Linked DNA regions of Mus musculus: region 1 is linked to region 2. Evidence: chromatin contacts called from public promoter capture Hi-C data. All regions are on one chromosome and are shown on one strand. The core of a region is the stretch at or near the end of the contact, and the rest is flanking DNA. Distances in the headings are between cores, read along the strand shown. Region 1 holds the start of Sult2a8 (sulfotransferase family 2A, dehydroepiandrosterone (DHEA)-preferring, member 8). Region 2 holds the start of Zbtb45 (zinc finger and BTB domain containing 45).

What was found. Promoter capture Hi-C pulls out the DNA fragments that hold promoters and counts their contacts.
Region 1: a contact with region 2 is called in a promoter capture Hi-C map of liver, with 3 times the contacts expected there. The contact joins the promoter of Sult2a8 here to the promoter of Zbtb45 in region 2. A contact is called at or near these places in 2 of 39 promoter capture datasets (both in liver).

What each region holds. Positions count from the first base shown.
Region 1 is chr7:14,435,020-14,442,196 of GRCm38.p6, forward strand. Sult2a8 (sulfotransferase family 2A, dehydroepiandrosterone (DHEA)-preferring, member 8) reads right to left here and starts at 3,532. Exons shown (of 7, transcript NM_001199306.1): 1 at 3,437-3,532.
Region 2 is chr7:13,004,304-13,011,509 of GRCm38.p6, forward strand. Zbtb45 (zinc finger and BTB domain containing 45) reads right to left here and starts at 5,549. Exons shown (of 3, transcript NM_001360833.1): 1 at 5,333-5,549; 2 at 2,721-4,026; 3 at 1,363-2,077. The coding sequence starts at 4,026. The coding sequence ends at 1,821.

The DNA.
Region 1 (7,177 bases), core at 2,282-4,781, 1.4 Mb after region 2:
AGAAAACCAAAGGATATCAAGGGGATACATACTGGAAAGGAAGAAGTCAAGATATCACTATTTGCACATGATATGATAGCATATATAAATGACCCCAAAAACTAGATCAGAGAACACATACAGCTGATAAACAACTTCAGCAAAGTGGATGGATATAAAATGAACTCAAATCAGTAGCCTTCCTTTATACAAAATTTAAATGGGATGAAAAAGAAATAATGAAAACAACATCCTTCATAATAACAATAATTAATATGAAATATTAATATGAAATATATTAGTGTAACTCCAACCAAGCAAGTGGAGGTATATATGACAAGGACCTGAAGTTCATGAAGAAAAAAAAAAATCAAAGAAGACCTCAGAAGATAAAAAGATTACTCAGGCTCATGGATTGATATGATTAATGTAGTAGAAATGGCCTTTCTACCAAATCAATCTACATATGTAATGCAAGTGCCATCAAAATTCCAACATAATTCTTCACAGACAAGGGAAGAGCAGTGATCAAGTACTAATGAAAAATTAAAACAACCCCAGAATAGTGAAAATAATTTTCAACAATAAAAGAACTTCTGGGGGAATCACCATACCGGACCTCAATGTGTACTAGAGCAATAGTGTTAAAAACAAACAAACAAACAAATAAGCCTACATGGTATTGGTACAGAGTCAGAAAGGTCAATCAATGGACTAGAATTTTGGAACCAGAAATTAACACACATACCTATGGACACTTGACCTTTGACAAAGAACCCTAAACTTTAAAGTAGAAAAACAAAATCATCTTCAACAATTGGTGCTGGTCTAACTGGTCTGCAAGAAGAAGAATTCAAATTGTTCCATATTTATCAGCTTGCACAAACCTCAAGTCTAAGTGGATCAAGGAACTCAACATAAAACCAGGATCCCTAAATATAACAGAAGAGAGAGTAGGAACTAGCCTTGATCACATTGGCACAGGGGAAATTGTCCTAAGTGAAACACTAATGACTTAGACTCTAAGATCAACAATTGACAAATGGTGCTTCATGAAACTGCCTTCTGTAAGGCAAATGACAATGCCAATAGAACTAAATGGCAAACTACAGATTGGGAAAAGAGTTTCACTAAACCTGATAGAGGTATAATATCCAAAATATATAAAGAACTCAAGAACTTAGACTCAAAAACCAAATAACACAATTAAAAATGGGGTAAAGAGCTAAACAGAATTCTCAACAGAAGAACATTGAATGGCCTAGAAGCATTTAAAGAAATGATCAATGTTCATAGTCATCAGAAAAATGCAAATCAAAACCCCCTTGTTATTCCACACTACACCAATCAGAATGCTTAAAATAAAAAACCCAATTGACAGCACATACCTGCAAGGATAAGGAGAAAGAGGAACACTCTTCCTTTGCTCTTGGGATTGCAAACTGGTACAACTACTCTAAAAATCAATCTGGCAGTTCCTCAGATAATTGTAAATACTTGTACCTGAATACCCAGTTGTACTGTTCCTGGAAATATACCGAAAATATATCCCACCATACCACAAGGGCATGTGTTCTACTATATTCTTAGTACCTGTGTCCATGATAGGAAGAAACTGTAAACAACCCATATATCCTTCTACCTAAGAATGGATACAGAAAATGTGGTTGATTTACACAATGAAATATTATTCAGCTATCAAAAACAAGGACATCATGAATTTTGCAGGAAAATAGATGGCACTAGAAAATATCATTTTAAGTTTGTTAACCCAGGCCCAAAAGGACCTGCATAATATGTACTAATTTATAAGTGGATATTAGTCAAACTGTACAGAACATCCATGATACAACCCACAACTGTAAGACGTTTAACAAGAAGGAAGTCCCAAGTCAGGATGCTTCAATCTCACTTAGGAAAAGTAACAAAGTAATCATGGGAGGAAGAGGGAGGGAGGGACCTGAGTGAGAGAGGGGAATTGGAGGGGAAAAGGGGGCAGGATTAGGCATGGGAGCAGACGAAGAGAAGTCTAGACAGCCAAATGAGTAAATTTTCATGCAGCTGCTTAGGAAGGAGAATGAAGGAAACTGCCATAATGTCCCAGAGAGACATGGGATGCTAAAGGCTACCAGGACTGAATGGTGAAGACCTTAGCTGAAATACGCAACAATGGGGAAAATGAACCTGAAGAGACTACCTCCAGCAGATAAACAGGGCCTATAATTGTGGGGTGGGATGACAGACCCACTTTCAGACTTTTTGACCCAGAATTGTTCTTGTCTAGAAGAAATGCAGGGAAAAAGATGGAGCAGAAACTGAATAAAATGACAGCCAGTGATCAGCCCAAATTGGAATTCCTTCCATATATGGGCACCAAACCCTGACACTATTACTGATGCCATGTTATGCTTGCAGACAGGAGCATAGCATTGTAGTCCTCCGATAAGCTATACCAGCAACTAACTCAGACAGTTGCAGATACTTACAGCCAACCATTGGACTGAGGATGGGGACCCCTATGGAAGAGATAAGGGAAGGATTTAAGAAGCTGAAGGGGGTGGCAACCCCATAGGACTACCAACACTGTCAACTTCCCTGGTCCCCTGGGTGCTCCCAGAGACTAAGCCACCAACCAGAGCATACATGATCTGTGACCTCCTGCACATATGTAGAGGAAGAATGTCTTGTCAGTTCTCAGTGCGAGTGCATGTGCCTAATCCTGTAGAGACTTGATACCCCAGGGGAGAGGACACACTGGGTGGATGGCTGGGTATGTGGGGTGGGTGGGTTAGTGGGAATTGTTGGGTGGGTGGGGGAGTATACTCTCAGTGGCACTAGGGAGGGAGTATGGGGTGAAGGACTTTGGGAGGGGGACCAGGATGTGAGCAAAATTTAGAATGTAAATAAATGAAATAATTTTCAAAATTTTAAATTTATTCAAATTAATTAAATGTTTAATTAATTTATGTTACTGATTTTTGTTAATGAATTTACCTTGGCTAATTGTGAGTCAGTAAGATCAATCTGTGTGTAAAATGCTTGCTGAGGAATAATTAGAAGCTGATTTTATAGCTCAGCACTAACATTAAATTCAGAAATTGTTCAAAAAGCCTGTAACCTCTGAACTGTGGTAGAGGAATTGAGAGAGGCACATAACAGGGACTCACGGGGAATCCAGCAAAGAAGAAACAGTGAGCTTTGGATGCCTTGAGGAAACACCCTTTTTTTTTTTAATAAGTAAACGATTGAATGAGGAAGTTGTTCCACATCAACCTCCATCCTCCACATAAGCAATAGCATTATGTGTATGTGTACATGCTACTCAGTCATACACATATGAGAACACACAGACAAACATGTTAACACACACATATCCATGAATAAACACTGCATATGCTATCTATCACACATGAATATACACATGTACTCATACATAACAATACATATTTGTACTTACAATTGCCTATATAGATTTTGCTTTTGCAGGTTTTTATGTGACCATGGCTGAACACAAACTCACTGTGTAACTCAGGGTGAACTTGAACTACTTACTGATTCATCTGTCTCAACCTACTATTTATATGCCTCTGAGGATTGAATTCAGAGATGCCTGGATTCTAGATAAGCTTTTAACCCCTGACCTACATCCCTAACTTTGCCTATTGATTTCATGTCATGTTGTTTCCAAACCAGAATTGATCAAATGTAATATGACCTTTAAACTATTGAGCAGACCTTACAAGCCACCATGTGTAAATATTGGATTCCATAGTTCTATATTACATGTCTAAGTTTGCTTTCCACTGCTGTGATAAACAGCCTGATCAAAAACAGCTTGTGAAAGAAGGCATTTGTTATACCGTATAAATCCATCCTGGAGGGAAATTGGTGCAAAAACTCAAGACAAGAACTGAAGCAGGACAAAAAGAAGATCAAAATCAACCACAGTTATTTAGAAAAATACCAAAACCTCTAGTGTCTAATCAGAGATGTCTAGCAGTTACTTAAAGCAGGGTAACAAGCCTTCTCCACTTTACCATCCTAGGGGAGAATTTTCTTTCCTTCTTTATAAATTTTTTTTTCTGGAGCTAAGAGAAATTTAAATTACAGGTTTCTAGTGCGAACTACTTCATCTACATTAAACAGAACTTGCACTCTAAGCATATAGCAGTGTACTGACTTGTTTTGTGTGTCAACTTGACACAAACTGGAGTTATCTCAGAGAAAGGAGCCTCCCTTGAGAAAATGCCTCCAATGATATCCAGCTGTAAGACATTTTCTCAATTAGTGATCAAGAGAGGAGGGCACATTCTGGGTGTTGCCATCCCTGGGCTGGAAGTCGTGAGTTCTACAAGAAAGCAAGCTTAGAAAGCCAGGAAAAGCAATCCAGTAAGCAGCACCCCTCCGTGGTCTCTGTCAGCTCCTGGCTCCAAGTTCCTGCCTTGTGAACGTTGCTATCCTGGCATCCTTTGGTGATGAACAGCAATGTGGAAGTATAATCTGAATAAACCCTTGTGCCCACACTTGCTTCTTGGTCATGATGTTTTGTGCAGGCATACAAACCCTGACTAAGACAAGCAGTGAAGATCATGTCTCAAGAGAAAAGTTCAGAGACCATGGAAGATCACTTCTTCTTGGCTTGCTCCTTAGGGCTTCCTCAGTCTTCTTAATTATATTATGCAGGATCAGCTCCCCAGTGCTCATAACTCCAACATTTTGGTCCTGAGCCATCTGACATCAATCATTAATCAGGAAAATAGCCTTCAGATTTGACTAAAGTCCTGTATGTTGGAGATATTTTCACAATTGTTATTCCCTCTCCTCACATGACCCTGGGTTATGACCCTAGTTTCATAAGAAACTAATCTTCTGTGTAGATTTTTGGTGTCTGGGTTTGTGGGTTGGTTGTTATTTTTTTCAGTGAATCAAAAATTGTTTCCAGCCTGCCATCTCTGTACCCAAAAGTAACTCTATAGAGTCAGTAATGCTGAATACAATTCCTTTTCCTCTATTTTACCTCTCTGTTTTCTTAGAAAAAAAAACGTAGCTCTTTAATATTCATCTATTTCTTTGTTTTATTAAAGCCCTTCATTTAGGTCATTACTCTTAAATACTTGTATATCTTATAATCAGCTCAGAAGTTATACATTTTTTGAGAGGGATTCAGGAGACACAGGATGAGTAGAAGTGAAAAATAGAGAGGGATTTTAAAAAGGTAAATGCAATAATCATATAGGGCACTCTCAAAACAGTAAAAATGAATAATTAAAATAATTCTTTAAATTATGATACGCTGAAGACTTTAAATTAGACCATAGAAAAGACGTAAGTTTGGGATATGACATATGTCATTGCTCAAGGCTAACTTCCTAAAGTAGCAACTATTCTACTATCTAGTCAGTTCTGGTATTGATGCAAGCATTTAGTCACAATTTTGGAATTTTGGTTTCTTTAAAAACAGAGAAATATTATAAAAATGTTTTCATTTTAATCCCATTCATGTAATATGAGGCTGCTTCAGATTGCACACAGCAGTTGACTGTGATTTGCTTCACTCTCTTTCACAGGCATGATATTGCAAGATGGAGATTGTGTCTATGAATATATGGTTTGGAATTCTGGGGATATTTTAGAGGATATATCAATGCCACAAAAGGTAGTGTAGGTTGTTGGGTGTTGATTCATTGTTGTTGGTCAATGTTATCCCATGTTGTTAAGTACTCATGTGCAGAGAAGAAAAATCAAGAAGAAATTAAATACGCTAAGGTTGAATATTAAATTTGCATTGAGGAACTCGATGAGCCTAATCAGCAGGAAATAGTCAAATGATAACATAGCCACCTTTGCTCTCTATTCTTTTCTCTTTCCTGATTAGTGATAGAAGATTGAAATGTGGAAGAAACGGGGAGGAAAAGCATGAATGAAAGAAGAACCATCAAGATAGCAAATATCAGCTACACAAGTCTTCCCCAGATTTTTGTGTTTTTTGTCTATGTCATTCAGGACAGTTAATGAGGTAATCCTAATAAGACATCAAATGTGATAAGGCAGTGAAATAGATACTTGAGAGTGCATGTACCTGTGGTATGAAACATTCAAACTGACCAGGTAATAGGACAGAATTCCAAGGAAACACCATGTGATTATTGGAAGATACAAGCTGTCCCATGGAGTCATCTGCAATACCACATGTGAAGATCTACTGTTTTTCCCCCATAGGTTAATAAACATTCTGTGCATTTATACCTGTTTGCTTCTTGCTTATAATGCATCTGACTCAAGTAGACTGACCTATTGATAAGAATGGTTCCTAAGAAAGCTTTTTCCTATTCCATCTTAGAAGTCATAAAGACTAGAACCAGCTCAACACTAAGTCATAAATGTCACGATGTTATGGATCTACATAAATATCGACCACAAATACTTGATGTTGGAACAGAACAGACAAAATGTTCACAATATGACATATGAGGATTCATGTCCTAAGCCAGCGAGAATGTAGCTGGGCAAGTTCACATTGAATGTTGAAGGATAATGCATGGTTTCAATGCTATGTGCTTCTGAGACAATGTGAGGCATAAGGTCATACATAATCTAGGAAGGCATTCTAAATTGTCTAGAGTTTTTCTGCCATGGCTTATCGTTTCTGATATTTGAATATCATATAGGATTTCTTTACATTTTTCTTTCCTTTCTTTCTTCTTCTTTCTTTCCTTCCTTCCTTCCTTCCTTCCTTCCTTCCTTCCTTCCTTCCTTCCTTCCTTCCTTCCTTCTCTCCCTCTCTCTCTCTCTTTTTATTTCTTTTTTCTTCCTTTATTTTCTCTTCTTTCTTTCTTTCTTTCTTTCTTTCTTTCTTTCTTTCTCTCTTTCTTTCTCTTTCTTTAGTTTCTCTTTTTTCTTTCTTTATTGATTCTTTTTAAAAGTAGAGCCTGCAGAGATGGTTCAGTGGTTAAGAACAAATTTGGATCTTTCTGTTGACCAGGGTTCAAGTTTCAGCTCCTACATAGAGGCTCACAACAAAGTGAAGCTTCAGTATTGTGAGATTACATACCCTCTTCTGTCCTATAAGAACTCTGCAAGCACACATTGCACAGACAATCAGGCAGGCCAAACAACTTTGTATATAAAATACAATACATATATTACATAAATATGTTTTTGGGAAAGCAAGAGAGGTTTTGTCTCCTAAATGTCCCTA
Region 2 (7,206 bases), core at 4,299-6,798:
CAAGCAAATTGGCTCACCACAGTTCAATAACCCAAAAGCATCAGCATGAGGAAGTCACCTATCTGTGAATCCTAATTGGTAGAAAAATGTAACTTGCAACAGACATTTGTGGCTTTCAGGCTTAAAAGCTCTGTAACACCAGCACTAGGGAGGCAGAGGCAGGCAGATCTCTGAGTTCGAGGCCAGCCTGGTCTACAGAGTGAGTTCCAGGACAGCCAGGGCTATACAGAGAAACCCTTTCTCGAAAAACCAAAAACCAAAAACCAAAAAAGCTCTGCAACATTCTGGCTGAGGGCAAGAAGGGGAATTGCAGTTCAGCTCCTGAGACCGTATTCCTGATCTATCAGTAGTGGATTTATTACATTTTGTTTTATTTTGCCTTGCTATTTGAGTTGTGCTGAATCTAAGCAGCTCTCATAACGTTGGGACTCGGAGGCTGAGCTATGCTTGTGATGCCCAGCCACAGAGGAACCCTACGGGCCCAGAAGACACACAGGTAGGGCTGGAGCCTGGCCTTGTAGGCTAGAGCCCTTCTTCCCCTAGCACCCGATCCTTACAGTGAGGTATGGACGCATAAGACACGGGCAGGAGACCCGGAGGATAATACTTCCGTGAGCTGAGAGATCTAACATGGGTTTCTTTGACACTAGGTCACTAGGTTATTCAGTTGGCAAGCTGGGTCCTACCCATTTTTGCATCCCACTTATCTAACACAGCCATTCAGTTCACTCTGGGTTCTCTAACACTTAGTGCTTAACATCCAGGGTTCAAAGTCCCTTAAGGCAGCTTGGCCCCCAAGAACCCTCCTGAACATCTCACGAGTAGGTGTCCAACATTCATGGACGTCAAGATGAGGGAGGTGGAGTCTTAAATCTAAAAGGCTTCTGGTTGAAAGGGGACTCCATTCCTGCATTGTAGAAATGTAGCAGCCAACAATGGGACTGCGACTCCCCTGCCCATAGGGCTGAACACTTCAGGACTGTTATATACACAGCCTACCCACCCAAAAATCCAAAAATCCAAGTCTGGGGCTGGTGAGATGGCTCAGTGAGTAAGAGCACCCGACTGCTCTTCCGAAGGTCCAGAGTTCAAATCCCACCAACCACATGGTGGCTCACAACCATCCATAACGAGATCTGACTCCCTCTTCTGGAGTGTCTGAAGACAGCTACAGTGTACTTACATATAACCAATAAATAAATCTAAAAAAAAAAAAAAAAAAAAAAAAAGAAAATCCAAGTCTAGGATATCAAAGCAAATTGTGCCTACCTACTCAGGAAATCTCAGGTCACCGCAAAAGTGCAAGTCAGGAACGTAGGGACCAAGCCCCAAGCCCACAGCCCAGAAAGCCTACGAGGCATGTACTGGCCCAATGTCCTTTATTAGATTGGAATCCTAAAATCCCTAGGGAGGTCCATCTGGGCCTCCATAGGTGCCCAATGAGGGAAGGGTGGCTCCAGACTTTGGGGGGTGAGGTCAGAGAATTCTAGCCCAGCACAGGGGCAGAGGACAATTCTAGACACCATACCTGGCGGGGGGTGAGTCACAAATCCAGCATCAGGTTCCAAGAATGTGTTTGCCCAGCTCAATCTGGAAATGGTCTCTGAGGTGGCAGGGGCCCTAAGCATCTCGCTGTCCCATAGAGAGAAGCTAAGCAAGTGTAGGAGAGAAATAGGGTTCTGGGTCCCAAGTCCACAGGGAAAACAGGTTCAGCTTGGGGAAAGGGAAGGGTCCGTACTCCAGAGCAGAAGCCATCTGGTGGAGTGAACCTAGTCCAAGTCCTAGACTGCAGCAGCCGGCAGTGTGAAGCTGGCTCCCGATCAAGGTGCAGGGTGAGCTGCAAGGTGTCGCTCCAGCAGTGCACGGTGTGAGAAAACTTTCCCACAGGCAGGGCAGGGCGCACGCTCAGGCCTATGTGTGCGCATGTGCACGTTGAGGGAGCTCTTCTGAGTGAAGCGCTTGGCACACACTGCACACTGGAAGGCTCGCACGCCAGTGTGTGTGACCATATGCTTGAGCAGGTAATCGCGTAGCGAGAAGGATCGCCAACACACAGCGCACTGATGTGGCTTCTCCCCTACAGATGACAAAGCAAACCACATATTAGTCTGGCTTGCTCTCCCTGGAGTCTGTCCTGTAGGGACTCCTCTATTCTCCCCTCCTGGGTCAGGTCAGAAAGCTTTTGCTTGTTAACGAAACCACCCTGGAATCCCGCTCTGCAGGGAATCCCTCTCCGGCACCCACATCACCATTTAACTATGCCATCGTCTACCAGGGACCCTAAAAAAAGAACCCTGTCTGGAACGCCACCCGCTGCCCATTCGGGCTACACACACAGATCTTGCCCAACTCGCACCACATTCTTCTATTCAGACCCATATTGTGAGCCACTTTTATGGGAAATAATCCCAGCTTCCTTCACGTCAAACCTCTTCCGGCGGCTCCCACTGTGGAAGCTGGCCAGTTTCCTACCAACACTTCCTTTAACCTGGCCACCCCAGGCTGAGTCTAGCTTTCCAAAGGCCTTGAAGGCTTTTTTGGAAAGGCAGGCTCCCGCTTCCCAATCAACCCCTTTCCAGGAAGAAGCCAAAACTCTAGGCTTTTAGGGTTAACTCAAAACAAAGCTTCTCAAGTGCCCAATCCCAGGCAGGAACCAAACCGCCCGTGATTAAGGATCTCGTAAATCTGTGCGAGAAAAGGCGATTTCCTTTCCCACTCACCAGAGTGGATGAACATGTGCTTGGTGTAGTTTTTCCGCGAGCTGAACGTCTTGCGGCAGTGGCTACACTCATAGGCGGGTTGCTCAGCACCTTGGCCACCCGGGGCGCGCACAGGAGTGCCAGAGATGGCTGTGGCCTGAGCGGCAGGGGCCGCTGGCACCGCCTGCGTTTCTCCCAGCTGAGCACTGGGGGCTGCATCTGGCTGGAGCGTGGGGTAGAAGGTGGGCGGGGGTGCAGGGGCTGGCCCAGATGGAGTAGGAGGTGTTGGCGCTGGGGGGCCGGGAGCACCCAAGTGAAAGGGAAAGAGAGCCACGGGGGGCCCTGGGGTCTTCACACCTGTTGGGCGAGGCCCAGCCAGGGCACAGTCGGGTGGAGCAGACGTTTCCACCGGACAACTTTCTGGCCCTCCGCTGCTTTCCTCATGCCAAGCGGACACATAACTATCTGGGAACACATCTTCAGTGACCCCAGTCCCCCGAAGGAAATCTCTCCCGGCACCACCATAATCAGTGATGCCAGTGGATGCAGGGGGATCCTCTCGAGCGCTGTCAGCTGCAGTGGTAAGGAAGCCCCCTGCACAGTCGGGGAAGGCAGGGGGAGCCTGGCCCTCACCCGGGCCGCCGCCGCCTCCTTCACCTTCTTCAGCGTCGGTTTCTTCATCCGTTTCCTCATCGTCATCCTCTTCACCTCTGTCTTCAGGCGCGGCAGTCAGCGCTGGCTCCGCATCAGGCCCCTCAGCCTTGATGGGTGCTGGGGGTGCAGGTAGCTGAAGACGCGCGGGCTGGCGCTGCTTGCGGCTGTGCGCGGCGTTGGGATGACCCGGGGGGCGGGCGGCCAGCAAGTGGCGCAGACGGTGGCGCAGCTGCGCGGGTGCTAGTGGAGGGGGCACGGGTGGTGGCAGAGGCGCAGGCGCCGGGGTGTTGGGGACACGGGCACGAGCGATGATCTGTGTGCACTCGTCAATGACGGTCTGGATGCGAAGCACCGACGCTGCAGTGAGTACCTGCAGCGCTTCGCCCTGTGCCACCACCAACGAGCCGCTGTAAAGGAACTCGACCAGCTGGCGCACTGTCTGCGCAGGCACCACTGGTGGCACACGAATCTCTGAGTGGCCGAGCAGCAGTTTATCCTGAAAGAAGGGTGAGCCAGCGGCCAGCACACAGCGGTGAGCACGCAGAGAAGCCTCACGGATGCGCACGGTCACATCACAGAAGTGACCGCCTAGCCTCTGCCCATTGAGGGTCTCCAGTAGTGAGCGCGAAAAGTTCTGTAGGTGGATGTGGTGCACTGCCTCTGTGGCTGCCATCTGCAAGAGGAGGAGACAATGCGGATGGCTGTTTTCTTTTCTAGTCTACCCTAGTCAGATTTCCATATCCTAGTACCACGAAGGCCCCAAGCAGATCTATGACTACCTCAAGAACCAGGTCCCATTAACTACTGTTATGTGGAGGTTTTCAGAAGGGTGGGGAGGCAACTTGCCTCCTGGCCGAATCATTTAGGAACACCCCTTGAGGCTGAGGATTTGTGCCTGCCATACCCAAGGGAAGCAAATAAACAGTACATATAACAAGGCCTTTGCAACCTTGTTTCTTCTTTGCATCACCTGAGAGGTGCTAACTTTGGGCTTTGAAAATGCACCAGTGATGTGAAAGGCCAGCAAGCTGAAATTCAGTGTTGTTTAGCAATCCCCATAGTTCTTATGAACCCGAGACTATCATCCTGGCACTAATCATACTGAGGGAAGACAGATTCTTCCATCACACACACACACACACACACACACACACACACACACGCACACGCACACACACACACACACACACACACACACACACGCCCTCCGCAAAGGAGCTGGGAATCAGAATTGTCAGTTAACCCATCAAGCAAATATCTCCAGGTCTCTGGGCCTGTTTCCTTATTCAGCAAACAAGGGTGTTTCCCTTGGATCAGATTGCATACACTGCTCTAAGGGAAGAGAATCAAGATTCAGGATTCGCCCTGACCACCAGCCTGTCTCTCTAGGACAGACCCAGAGCAGGGCCCCATTTAATCCTGCCCCTTACAAAAGGACTACTGAGATCTCAGACTCAACGATTCTAGATCCTTAACACAAAAACACCCTTCCCTTTCTCTCGGAGTATTGCACACATTGTGTCAGTTACCACTGGCCTGGCCTACTGGAAGTCGCCATGCAGGGTCCCTTCCACACTCCCACCTCCAGGCCTTTCCCTCACGTGGCCGCCAGAGGGAGCCTGCGAACCGGGTTTATCTGGGACCTCTATGATGATGAATTAATTCTTCAAACCCACCAAGGCTTTGAACCTGTCTCTGCCAAGCGGCCTCCTTTTTCAAATAATATGCCAACCCATAACTCTTCCTCAACCCCATCCATACCCTACTTCTCGAACGCCCGGACTCCTCAGATGCAGCAGAACCTTCCTGAATGCCTCAGAACAAAGGCACACTCTCCCACATCTCCTACAGCATTCTCGCTACAACTCCCTCACCCATGCCATGCACCTTGTTCCATCAGCCTGTCTCACTCCCACCCTATCTATGCCAGAGTCCCCTTCAGGCCCGCTACATCTACCCCCAGTTTCCCGCCTCCGCACCCTGCCCCGATCCTGCAGCGCCCTCTTGTGTTCGCAACGTGCACACCGATCCTCACGCAGGCGTGCCGCTCCTGGCACGCCCCAGCCTTCTCTGGGACTCTGAGGCAGGGGGATGCCCGCTCGACCCCACCTCCGACTCCTCAGGCAGCAGGTCCTGCAGGTCCTCCTGCTTGTCAACTTGAAGGCCGCACTTCCGGGCGCTGAAGCGGAACAGATAGCCTCGGCACAGGCGGAACGATAGTCGGGAGCACGTTTCCGGTGTTCCTCTTTAGACTAGGCAGTCGTTGAGCAGAACTTCCGGTCTGGTCCGCGCCACAACCAAAATCGCAGAAGCTGGGGACCGAAGAGCTGGGGATCAGTAGGCAGAAGGAGCAGGAGTCCGTCGTCTCCAGGCTGATCCGAGCGAGCTGTCAATCACTCCTCGGGCCACGCCCTCAGTACTCTCAGCGGGTCTGGAGAGGGCGCTGGATGGAATCCAGAGGCTTTTTTTTTTTCTCCCAGGTGGCTTTTCTCTTACACGGGAAAAGTTTCTCTCTCTCTCTCTCTCTCTCTCTCTCTCGATTTATTTATTTTCTATTTATTTTATGCGAGTACATTATTAACTCTCTTCAGACACACCAGAAGAGGGCATCAGCTCCCATTACCGATGGCAGTGAACCGCTGAGCCATCTCTTCAGCCCCGAGAAGTTTCTCTTGAGTCACTTCTGCTCGCACCCCAGATGAAGAAGCTTTGCAGAGCTTCCCTGCAGTCATCTAAAGAACACAGGCCCACCTTCCCAAGGAAGCCTCCTCATTCGGTGCTCCCACCTCACCCCACCCAGACTCTCGGGAATTCGCTGCTCTATAAATGAATGGTTGAAGAACCCCAGCTTGGCCACAGATCAGAATAGAATGTAGGACACGAAGTGGGCTCGGAAGTAGTCAGATACCAAGGAGCAGGGACTAAGTGCGTAGAGGGAGAGAACAGCCAGAGAGTTGTCCAAGCGGGGCTCCTACGTGGTCCTTTTGTTGTCCAAGACACCCATGAACCAAACCTCTCAAGTGGTGGGTTGGCCTTCCCTTCCCCTCTGTTCTTGGGGCAATCAATCAACCACTATGTAAGGCAAAAGAGAGGCATAGAGCTCTGGGCCTCCGTGTGAATGGTACTGAGGAATCTAGTGGGTGGTGCCGCATGAGGAAGATGTCAGGATGTTTTGTTCCCCATCCTGGACCCATGCTGGGTAGCTGTGTTGTATGTGTGTTTGAAAGTCTGGGGAAGCCAGGCGGTGGTGGCGTATGCCTATAATCCCAGCACTTGGGAGGCAAAGGCAGGAGGATCTCTGAGTTCGAGGCCAGCCTGGTCTACAAAGTGAGAGTTCCAGGATAGCCAAGACTATACAGAGAAACCCTGTCTCGAAAAACCAAAAAAAAAAAAAAAAAACAAAAAAAAAAACCTCAGAGGTTGAGGCAGGAGCGTCAGAAGTTCAAGGTCACCCCCCAGATATCAGAGTTGAGCCCAATCTGGGTTACATAGGATGCTATAGGAGGGGGGGGACCCTCAAAATTTAACAGCTAGGAATGCTTGTAATCCTATTACTTGAGAGGGAGAAGCTGGACGAATGGGAGTTTAAGACAGCCTCAACCATAAGAACCTGCTTAGCAAAACAAAACAAAAACAATAAAAAACACCCAAGTAAATGAGCTGGGACAATTGCTTGCATGCATGAGATCCTGGGTTGAAATAATTAATAGCAGGCTAGAGAGATGGCTCAGCAGTTAAGAGCACTGACTGCTCTTCCAGAGGTCCTGAGTTCAACTCCCAGCAACCACATGGTGGCTCACAACCATCTGTAATGGGGTCTGATGCCTTCTTCTGGTGTGTCTGAAGACAGCTA